Linked DNA regions of Mus musculus: region 1 is linked to region 2. The links are chromatin contacts, called in public promoter capture Hi-C maps. All regions are on one chromosome and are shown on one strand. Each heading gives the region's core, a stretch centred on a gene start, on an enhancer-like site or on the middle of the called end of the contact. The rest is flanking DNA. Distances are from core to core; before and after follow the strand shown. Region 1 holds the start of Nkx2-2os (NK2 homeobox 2, opposite strand). Region 2 holds the start of A930019D19Rik (RIKEN cDNA A930019D19 gene).

The links. Promoter capture Hi-C pulls out the DNA fragments that hold promoters and counts their contacts.
Region 1: a promoter capture Hi-C map of liver shows a contact between it and region 2, with 5 times the contacts expected there. The contact joins the promoter of Nkx2-2os here to the promoter of A930019D19Rik in region 2. A contact is called at or near these places in 7 of 39 promoter capture datasets (the 3T3-L1 cell line, 3T3-L1-derived adipocytes, embryonic stem cells and 3 more) and 2 of 9 other capture datasets (embryonic stem cells and embryonic tail).

What each region holds. Positions count from the first base shown.
Region 1 is chr2:147,182,603-147,187,558 of GRCm38.p6, forward strand. Nkx2-2os (NK2 homeobox 2, opposite strand) reads left to right here and starts at 1,481. Exons shown (of 6, transcript NR_030769.3): 1 at 1,481-1,758. Nkx2-2 (NK2 homeobox 2) reads right to left here and starts at 3,800. Exons shown (of 2, transcript NM_010919.2): 1 at 3,158-3,800; 2 at 550-1,955. The coding sequence starts at 3,416. The coding sequence ends at 1,393. It overlaps 6430503K07Rik (RIKEN cDNA 6430503K07 gene), which reads left to right and starts at 4,822. Exons shown (of 3, transcript NR_108091.1): 1 at 4,822-4,855.
Region 2 is chr2:146,257,581-146,262,569 of GRCm38.p6, forward strand. It overlaps A930019D19Rik (RIKEN cDNA A930019D19 gene), which reads left to right and starts at 1,706. Exons shown (of 4, transcript NR_040619.1): 1 at 1,706-1,813; 2 at 3,296-3,386. Ralgapa2 (Ral GTPase activating protein, alpha subunit 2 (catalytic)) reads right to left here. Exons shown (of 41, transcript NM_001033348.3): 39 at 2,786-2,907.

The DNA of each region.
Region 1 (4,956 bases), core at 231-2,730, 920 kb after region 2:
GACCCCCCCCCCCCGTCCCCTTAGCCAGAGGTAAATTAAACTTAACAAAGTGATAGCCATCAAGTGTAGTGGTTTCAACAGCTTTTCAGGCTGAAGGAGCCACTCAGAGATTTGGGCGAGTGAGGGGGGCTTGCTTTCCTTGTTTGGCGCTACCCAAAGTCACTTTCCCTCCCCCTGTTGGGGATTCAGAGAGTGCACAGAAGCCGGAGAGCGCCAGGCCAACAAGGACTTTGGACCACTGGCTAGCAGGCTGAAGGCCAAGCTGCTCTGGTCCTGCGCGGAATCGTTTGGGTCAGCCCGCCTGAGGCCTATCCCGTGCACTCCTCCACTGTCTGGATAACCCCGCGGCCACTGCGCTGCGAGAGGAAACGCCAGAACTAGCCCAGAATACAGCCCTAGGCTCCAGATTTGAGGTTGACGCCCCTTCCAACTCGGCCCGGGAGGGAAAGTAACAAACTCAAGAACTGGGCTTGGTTTTGTGTTTGTTTGTTTTTTTAAACACAGGATTTTTATTAAAATTCTTATTTAAAAAAATCGAAAGCTTTCAGCGCCCGGCGCTCTTGGGGAAACCACGTGAAACTGCTGAGTTCCAAGCTCCGATGCTCAGGAGACGAAAAAGGGGGCCCGGGGGTGAGTTCCCTACACATATTTTCCTTTTTCATAGTTGAAAAATGTTTGCACTGAACAAATTAAAAATAAAAATAAAAATAAAAATAAAAACCCGCTGCAACTCAAACATAACCCACCGAAAACAAACGACAAAGAGAGGCAGGCCCGGTGGGGATACAGGCCCATCCAGAACGTCATTTGGCAACGATCACTAGCGATATTTACAACGAAGAGCGAAATTTGCCACCAGTTGTCAGAACGTGTACATGGCCATAAATATTTAGCATTTTCTTATAAAAAAAGAAATCCTCTATATTTTAAAGTGTTCTCCACTTGCTTTTAGAAGGCTGACAATATCGCTACTCACACAAACATAGTTTACAAAATTCACGAAAGCAGTGCGGGGGTGGGGTGGGGTGGGGGCCGGTTGGTCCTTTCTCTTTTCAAGTGACAACGTTAACGTTGGGATGGTTTGGTCCCCTCAGGGAGAGAGAGGCAAAGAAGCAAAGCTGCACAAACATTCTGTAAACACGGCTTAGAGTTCTATCCTCTCCAAAAGTTCAAAGGGGAGAGCGATGGGGCAGAGTCAATGGAATCTGCCACTCGGGGAGGCACAGGCAACCTCCCTGTGCCTCCTCAACTGAGTCGAAAGTCAGACTCGACTCTATAATAATAATTATAATAATAATAATAACAACCGTGGTAAGGATCGAGTCCTCCTCGCCACCGGCGCCGCTGGGGTGGGGCCAGGGCCTAAGGCCTCCAGTCTTGGAGGGGCGGCGCTCACCAAGTCCACTGCTGGGCCTGGACCAGGGGGTGTGCTGTCGGGTACTGGGGGGTGCTGGCCGAGCTGTACTGGGCGTTGTACTGCATGTGCTGCAGCGACTGCGCGCTGTAGGCGGAAAAGGGGATGCCTGCCTGGAAGGTGGCGGCTGCCAGGTCCTGGGCTTTGAGCGCGTGGCACGGTTTGCCGTCCCTGACCAAGACCGGCACTGCCACACGGCGCGGCGAGGGCAGAGGCGTCACCTCCATACCTTTCTCCGCCCGGGCACGTTTCATCTTGTAGCGATGGTTCTGGAACCAGATCTTGACCTGTGTCGGCGTGAGACGGATGAGGCTGGCCAGGTGCTCGCGCTCGGGCGCCGACAGGTACCGCTGCTGCCGGAAGCGCCGCTCCAGCTCGTAGGTCTGCGCTTTGGAGAAGAGCACTCGGCGCTTCCGCTTCTTGCCTGCGTCCCCCCCGCCGCCCTGGGTCTCCTTGTCATTGTCCGGTGACTCGTCAGCCGAGGGCTCTGGGGATTTGGAGCTCGAGTCTTGGGGGGGAGCGCTGGCCGCCAGCCCGTGCACTGGGTGGGGGGGGGGGGGGGAAGAGAAGCGCATCAGGCGGCTGGAGGCCAAGTGCCACCTGGGTCACCCGGAGTCCCAGGGCTCTTCCGTGGGCCCTTGGCCCACTGGACCAGCCCAGACCCGCTGCCTTTGCAGCAATCCCCGCCCGAGTAAGCCGTCGGGGTCTGCTAGGGTTCAGAGGAGAGTCTGCGCAGCGGGGGCTCTGAGGCATAAGTTTCTAGGGGTTCCCACTATTCAGGAGAATTTAGTGCGAAGCGCAGAGTGTGGACGGTCATTGAGGGTTAAGGGCTCTGGACCCCTTAAACAGTTTCCTCTTTGGAGAGACGTGGGCAGATTTTTAAAAGGAAAACCTCACAATCCCAGCATTGATGGGCTTGGCGGGGTAAACCAGGTTTGGGGGGCTTTCGCTTTTGCTTTCGGACTTTCTGGATGGACACCCACACCCGCCGCTGCACGCACCACATAGTTTTTCTCTTTCTTTCTTTCTTTCTTTCTTTCTTTCTTTCTTTCTTTCTTTCTTTCTTTCTTTCTTTCTTTCTTTCTTTCTTTCTTTCTTCCTTCCTTCCTTCCTTTCTTTCTTCCTTCCTTTCTTTCTTTCTTTCTTTCTTTCTTTCCTTCTTTCTTTCTTTCTTTCTTTCTTTCTTTCTTTCTTTCTTTCTTTCTTTCTTTCTTCTTTCTTTCTTTCTTTCTTTCTTTTTTCTTTCTCTCTCTCTCTCTCTCTCTCTCTCTCTCTCTCTCTCTCTCTCTCTCTCTCTCTCTTTCTTTCTTTTTTTTTTACAATCATGCAGGGGCAGGGATGAGCTATTATACCCCAAGCCTCCTCCACCCTCTACTGCTAGCCGGACCCTGACCAGGGATCCCTGCTCCAGAGAGCAAAGCCAAGTCCTCTGGGCCATCTGAGTCCAGGGTACTCCGGCCAGAGCCATAAGTCCGGTTGACATCTCTAGCCAGCTTTTAGAAAGCGTCTCTCTTGTCTTTTGCTTTAATTTCTCCCGTAGAAAATATATGGCATCAGAGACTGGGAAGGGATGTCTACCGAGGAGGGAAAAGGGCATACTAAGCAAATGTTTCAAAATCTAGGGATCCGGGATGGGACTTGGACATTAAATGGCTTCTTCCCCAAAACTCCCAGCGTCCACCCGGGTTACTGCCTCAGCAATGGAGGCAGCCACAGCCGTTGCGGCCAAGTTTCGCTACTTACGGGAGTATTGGAGGCCCTCGGTGCTGGCCAGCCAGCGAGTGTAGGGGTTGTCGCTGCTGTCGTAGAAAGGGCTCTTAAGGGGCAGGCTCTGCACAGCGTCCAGGGCGCCCTGCCCCAGCGGCCCGGCCCTCTTGGCGGGCTCCGGCCCTTCGCTCTCCTCCTCTGGCCCTTCGGCCACCGAGCCGTCTTCATCGTTGGTGTCCGGAAGGTCCAAGATGTCCTTGACTGAAAACCCCGTCTTTGTGTTGGTCAGCGACATGGTTCCGGACCCCGCAATTTATGCCACAAAGTTGTAGCCTCACTTGGTCAATTCGTGGCTCTCCCCAGCCCCAGCGGGCGGGGGAGGGGGGTTTAAGGAAAGGAATGGGGGGAGGGATGGGGGATGGGTTTTAATTATTGGGATAATTATTATTTAAAATGAGAGGACACTGTGGGGGGAAAAGGGAAAGGGGAAAAAAAATAAAGCCCACCCGGTGCCTCTCTCTTCTCGGAAAGCACGCAGAAATGTAGGCTGTGACTGGGGGCCTGCGCGCCCAGCGCCGCGCGGCCTCAGTTTGTAACTCCAGGAGAGGTGCCAAGGTGCCGTCAGCTCCGGCTCCGGCGGCCGCTCCGCGCGCGGTGGCGGCTGGTGGCGAGGAAAAAATGGGCCATTGCCTGAGCGATCAGTCCATATAAGGCTGGGCTCCACTCACGAACCTGGGGAGGGGGGAGGGGGAGAAAAAGGGAGGGAGGAAAAGAGGGAGGGGGTCGAGGGAGCGAGAGAGGGGTGAAAAAAAGGGGGGAAGAGACATTAAAACCGCAAAGGTTGGCCACGTGTGGGCGGGTCTTGGGAGTCAAGTGGATGAAGACAGTATTTGCAGATGTGAAATTGTGGGTTTTGGGGAGCTCTGCGCTCCCAGCCAACAGCCCTCTAGAGCAAGATGAGAGGTGTAACGTGTCAATTAATTGCAAAGATGGGGAGAGCTTTTTTTCTCCCTCAGTATTTACATACAAAGGACCACCGCGTCGCTCTCGAGTCCACACACTTGAAAAGAGCCGTTTTAACAAATTGCATCTTAAGGGGGGGGGGTTTGGGGTGAGAAAGAAAACAAAACAGAAAGGAGGGGGCAAAGAATCCTTTTTAACATTCACAGGTTTCTACCTCTCCACGCCCCGTGCACAAGCCCCCTCCTTCAGCCCCCCAACTAGCCAGAAAATTAGCGATTTGTGGTGCCTTTGGAAAAGGGGGAGGGGGTGAAGGCTGAGCCGCTGAAATCTCTCCTTCCCATCGCTGGTGGTTCCCTAAACAAGATCCAGTTCAAATGGCAAGAGCCCAACTTCTGTAAGCCTCCTAGGTCAATATTTTGGTTGAAGCTTAAGGATGAGTACTAGAAATGACAAGTCAAGTAATTGATTCTAGTTAACCGCGAAAGAGCTGGAAACCCAGGAGAGGAATAGGCTTGGACATGCCAGAGCTACCACTGAGGACCACCCCCCTCCGGCCGCCTTTTATTTGCTAAAGACTCATTTACCTCCCCCCCCCCCCCAGCCCCCAGTTTCCTAGCGGAGGAAGAGGACTGGCCCTCCACTTTCTGCTCTGCGGGCGGTCTAGAGAAGGGAGGGGCGGGAGCCTGCGGCTCTAGCAGTGGCAGGGTTCGGACCTGCGCCCTAGCGCCTGTGGCCTCAGCTTATTTCCAGCTGGCGAAGGGAAGAGCCTGGGTACCCTGCTACCTTTTTACTATCCTAGCCTCCCAGGCCCTCTACCCTCCCAACCTCCAGCTAAAGGTGGAGCGGCGGGAAGAAAGAGAGGTGGTATTGTG
Region 2 (4,989 bases), core at 456-2,955:
CTGCTTTAAAATAGCATTTCTGGTTGGGAGATGAATTCTCCTTTTAAAGGAGTTGACAGAAGATGAACTCTTATATTTGAGTCCCATGTCCCTATTCAGAGCTCATGGTGTACCTTGGATAGAAGTACACTCACTCATTTGGGTGCTCTGGCTCCTAGGCCTCTGTGGTCAGGGAGTGTGGCAGGCACAGGCTTTTCCCATCAACAGAGTCTATGGTCAAGCTCAGCTGCACATCTCTCTACAGTGGGGCTGTGCTGCTCTCTGGCTGTGCTGTATTATACAGTGCAGTACCTTCCTTAAAGACTGTATCCTAGGGAAGCCTGTCATATGTATGTAAAGCGCTTGGGCGCCCACGTCCCTGCTTTGATGATGTAAATGGCCACAGACAGTTTGACTGGACCCTGTGTGTAAGAAGTTCAGGGTCCATTTTTCCAGGTGGTCTGGAAGAACAGACTTCACCTCAGTCTCTGAGTGTAAGTTGGCTGGGCTGGGCTCATCTGGTTTTGACTGTGTTTGTCCTAAGAAAATAAAAAAACCACTATGAATAAGTGAAAAGTCTTTTCCTCTGTGAAAATAGGGGTGAAGCTGCACATACACCAGGAAGAATACAGCTCTGAGAGGTGCCCCTGCACAGATGAGGCTGTGAACCCCATTCTCACTGCACTGCCCTCACACTGCAGTTCAAATAGATTGCATTTCTATCTCTTTCCTTATCACTGTGAAGGGCAAGCAGAAGTTGTGAACATGACGGGATGCGGTGCTGATGTTGATCTGAAGGATAAAATCCATTTGCTTTGGTGTTCTATATTTGGTTTCTTGCCCCATATATAAAAGTTCTAATGTCTGTCCTGACAAGCTGTTGGAATTTTTACTAAATAATTAAAGAAAAAAAAAACAGGACATTCTCTAAAACAAAACAAAACAAAAAACAAAAAAACAAAATCTACCCTTCTCCAAAGTGGTCACACAAATCAAAATGCTCCTACAGTCCTAAGAACTGAATTGGTTGAACTTTATTTATACAGAGGCTAAAATATACATAGAAAATAACAGCCATCATTATTTCAATAACATTGATCATCATCAACTTTAAAAATAAAAAGTTAGGAAATATAAACATTTATCATTTCATTTTTTTCTTTTATTTTTAAGAAATGAAATGTTTTCTTAGAAGTTAAAAAAAAAAAAAAACAACAAAAACAAAACCAAAAACAAAAAAAAACAAAAAAAAAAAAAACCAAGAAACAAACCCAAAACCAAAGCCTCTGCTGAGAAACGCCGAGTCCCAGCGTCTCCAAAGGATGGGAAGAGACTGAATGGAGCTGGAAAGCATTAGCTTGCTGTGGATTCCTCCTGTTCTTTCACTGAAAAATTAGACACAATTTTAAACCGCTAGCCAGACTGGGTATGAAATCTTCATTTCCCTTGAAACAGATTTTTTTCTTGTCTTAGATAGAATGCTGGCAGAGCGTATAAAAGAATTCAATTCACAGCTGTTCTACTTTTTTTAATGTAAGAAACATTAATCAAAGCTTTAAGTTATAAGCTTTTCTCATGTTGCTCAGTATCCCAGTTCAACAAAGATCAATAGAGGCCATCCCTGTGTTTCTCTCGCCTCACCAGGAAGCAGAGGCGTGATTATGTAAATGGAGCTCTGCACCTCTGCCAGCTTGCTTATCTCCCAAGCCTTCTGCCTGCTGCTCCTGGCTTCCCAAGCAAGTGCCTGCCTCTCTCTCTTATCTCCCAACAAAGCTCCAAGAGGCACGGCCTGAAGCCAGCGATGTTAAACAATGACGCATGGCTGATTTTATTTGTAAGTGATTTATTTCACTGAATTTAATTTTTTTCACTTTGTGTGTAAGATATTTGTTAACAAGTCAGCACAGGAGAAGCAAGCCTGGTTCAGAAGCAATTAACACAGGCTAGAAATCTATTAAGCATCCTTATAGCTATGCTGAAACCAGGGAAGGTGAGGGAAGCCCCTCATTGAGATTTTCAACATGCTGTACACTAAATATTCCACTTACTGTCTGACAGGCAATTAATCTGTAACAGCACATGAAAATAATTTACCAGTAATAATTTTATTCTTTAAAAAAACCTGTAATAATCATACCAACAATTTAAGTGGCAGGACATACTTTTTTCAAATTGATAGTATTATATAGAAATAGTATGTATCTAAAAATAAGGGAATCCATGGAAAATTCCACTGACCTACTAAATGAAAGCCATTATAATTTACTTTCTAAAGGCTCCACACCAGGTGCTGCTGTGGTCAGTGGCTTGTCCACATGACACTGGTGTACGAGGCCCTCTGTAATGACAGGCCTGGGGACACTGTCCTTCCCTGTCTCTGGCAGTAATCCCTGACCCTGGTATCTCAGCAGCATAATCCCCATTTAGCATTAGAGCGACGGCTTCAACTGTGAGGAACTCTTTTCTGATAAGTATGCAGTGATTTGGGCATCGCTTTTAAACACCATATTCCCAGCTCAGCAAGAAACTCACACTCCTGAATGAACCGGAGCACATTATTGAGAAAAAGTTCATTAACCTTGCTAGATTCGAGGGTTAACAGGATAGCAGAAGAAAGGAACACAGCGAACAGCTCGGATACAAAACAAATTAAAATGAATGTCATCATTCCTTTTGAAATTCATTAGTTGATTCAGAGGGGGAACGTTCTTCTTAAATTTGCAAGCATTTATCTGTGAAAAACAGGTGTACATCTGCTACTCAATACGTCTTAAGCGGGAGGGAGGAGAATCATGTAGACACTCACCCGTTCCACTGACAGAGTAGCTGGGAGAGGGAGAAAAGACTTGAGCAGCGAAATCCTCAAATGTCATGACTTCCCGGTGGTTTTGAATTATTGCTTCCAGATACAGAGCTCGCTCTTCGTAGCTTCGGTAATTAGTTAAGGAGACAAACACACGTGCAATTTTGCATGCAGAGCAGTGGGTGATTTGTTTTAAATGCAGTTACTCAGCTTTCCCGTTCTAATGCTCATCACTTACCCTTGGAAACTCTTCAGCATTTTGCCAGAAAATTAAATATTTGTCACATATAATAGTGAGATGCTAGTTCTTAAAACCTAGGTTTCTTTCAGGTAACATCATATATAATATTACACACACACACACATATATAAATATAAAATGTTACAAAATTATAGCAAAGTGCTGATTATTATACCATCTCGAAGGCTGGCTCAAGCCAGGAGAGAGGTGGTCGAGTAGACCAACATTGGAATGGTATGGCGTGACAGCCTTCCTCTTCACTCCGGATCTAGGTAACAAGGATTCTCATCTCAATCTAAGGACACAAGGAACTGATACTTCAAGTAAGAGCTGGTGATGTAGTGGTGAGCACTTTCAACAAAGGTAAGAAAACATAACCTAGTGGGAGGAGGAGGCTAGGAGTTATATTCTGCAAGGGCAGCAGAGCCTCTAAGCAGGGTAAGTGATGAGCATTAGAAAATGAAAATGGAGATGGACGGAGATTGTAGCAAATGGTATACAGTGCAACTGCAAAAAAATAAAAAGAGAGAAACCATTGCCGTCTAATTAAAGCTGCAGTCTGGAACACACAACATTCAAATGTGTAATCAAAAACCAGTCACCAATAAAACTTACAAGCGTAACACGCTGAAGCAACTTTCCAGCTGTCTTAATAGGACCCCTGCTTGTGGCAGCCTTTCACAGGGCAGAAAGCAAATCTTCCCCTTTGTGTGAGGCTTCTGTTTCCTCTGAAGGTGAATCATGCACTTCCAATAAGAGGAGCAGTCAGAATGATCTGACAATGAATGGAGGCGCTACACATATAACTTTAGGAATTAGCACTGGGGGAAGCCAGCATGATGTCTCATTTTCCCTTCCTCATTACTGATGCAAAAGTTAAAGGATGTGTTTTGATTATTTTGAAAAATTGTGCGATTTCTTCATGAACACAAAACCCAGAGAATGTAGATTCCCCTTAGATTTTTATCTTGGGCTGCAAAGAAACATGATTCTGTATGTCTCACACTCTGTGTGTCTTAAAACAATCCTTTCACGATAAGTTGGGAGTGATTATGCCCTTCCAAGGAGTTTCTCTAGAGCTTGTTTTAAAACTGGAGCCGCTTTCCTATTTTCTTTTGGTAGAGTCTTGATACTGATCTCCAGATGCAGGTTCTCTCCCCACTCCTGTATCTTCAGGGATGGAGTCACACCAGGAGGGGACCTGAAGCTCTCTGGAGCAATGCTGACTACCTGGGAGCTACATGACTACCACAATTTCAATGTTTATTAACTGAGGTGCAAAAGGAACAGCTATGCTTCCCTGCCCCATCTGTATATTTCAAATAGTTATCAAGTCAAACTGCAGATACAGGATCTGGTGCAGGCACAAATGTAGAACGTAATGTTGGGATATGCTTCATGCTAGAATTTCCCTTAGAAACTCTTAGAAAAAATGGAGACTATGCACTGGAAGCTTTCAAAAGTGGCCCCTCTGAAGATACATGATTTTTTTCTTTGGATGGTCACAACAGTCCCAGGCCTGGGCAGTGTGAGCTAGAGCTGGCTCCTGGGCTGCAGGCTGAACTCCTGGTGACTTGCCTTAATGAACAGGCTGCCAAACTTCCTCAGTGAGAGGCGCCTGCTCAGGCCCAATTCTAGAGGGACCCACTAATGCCATTCACATCTCATTATGAGCATGCTCATTCTGTACAGCACTTGGCTGTCACCACAGAGCGGCCCTCCGTGTATGGCCCCAGCAAGCCGCTGGTCCGGGGAACAGCAGGATGTTAGGCCTGAGTGGCCGTCTGGCGAACAGGCCCTCTGACACTAAGCTGGCACGTGCTGGCCCAGCAGGGGCTGAGCCAGGCGTGACAAATTACTCAAAGAGCTGAGCTAAACTTATGGTTGACAACCACCTGAGCCTTCAGACTGCTGTGGCCCACTGTCAACGCTCAATTCATGGCTCCCCCCACAACCCCCCTTCAGT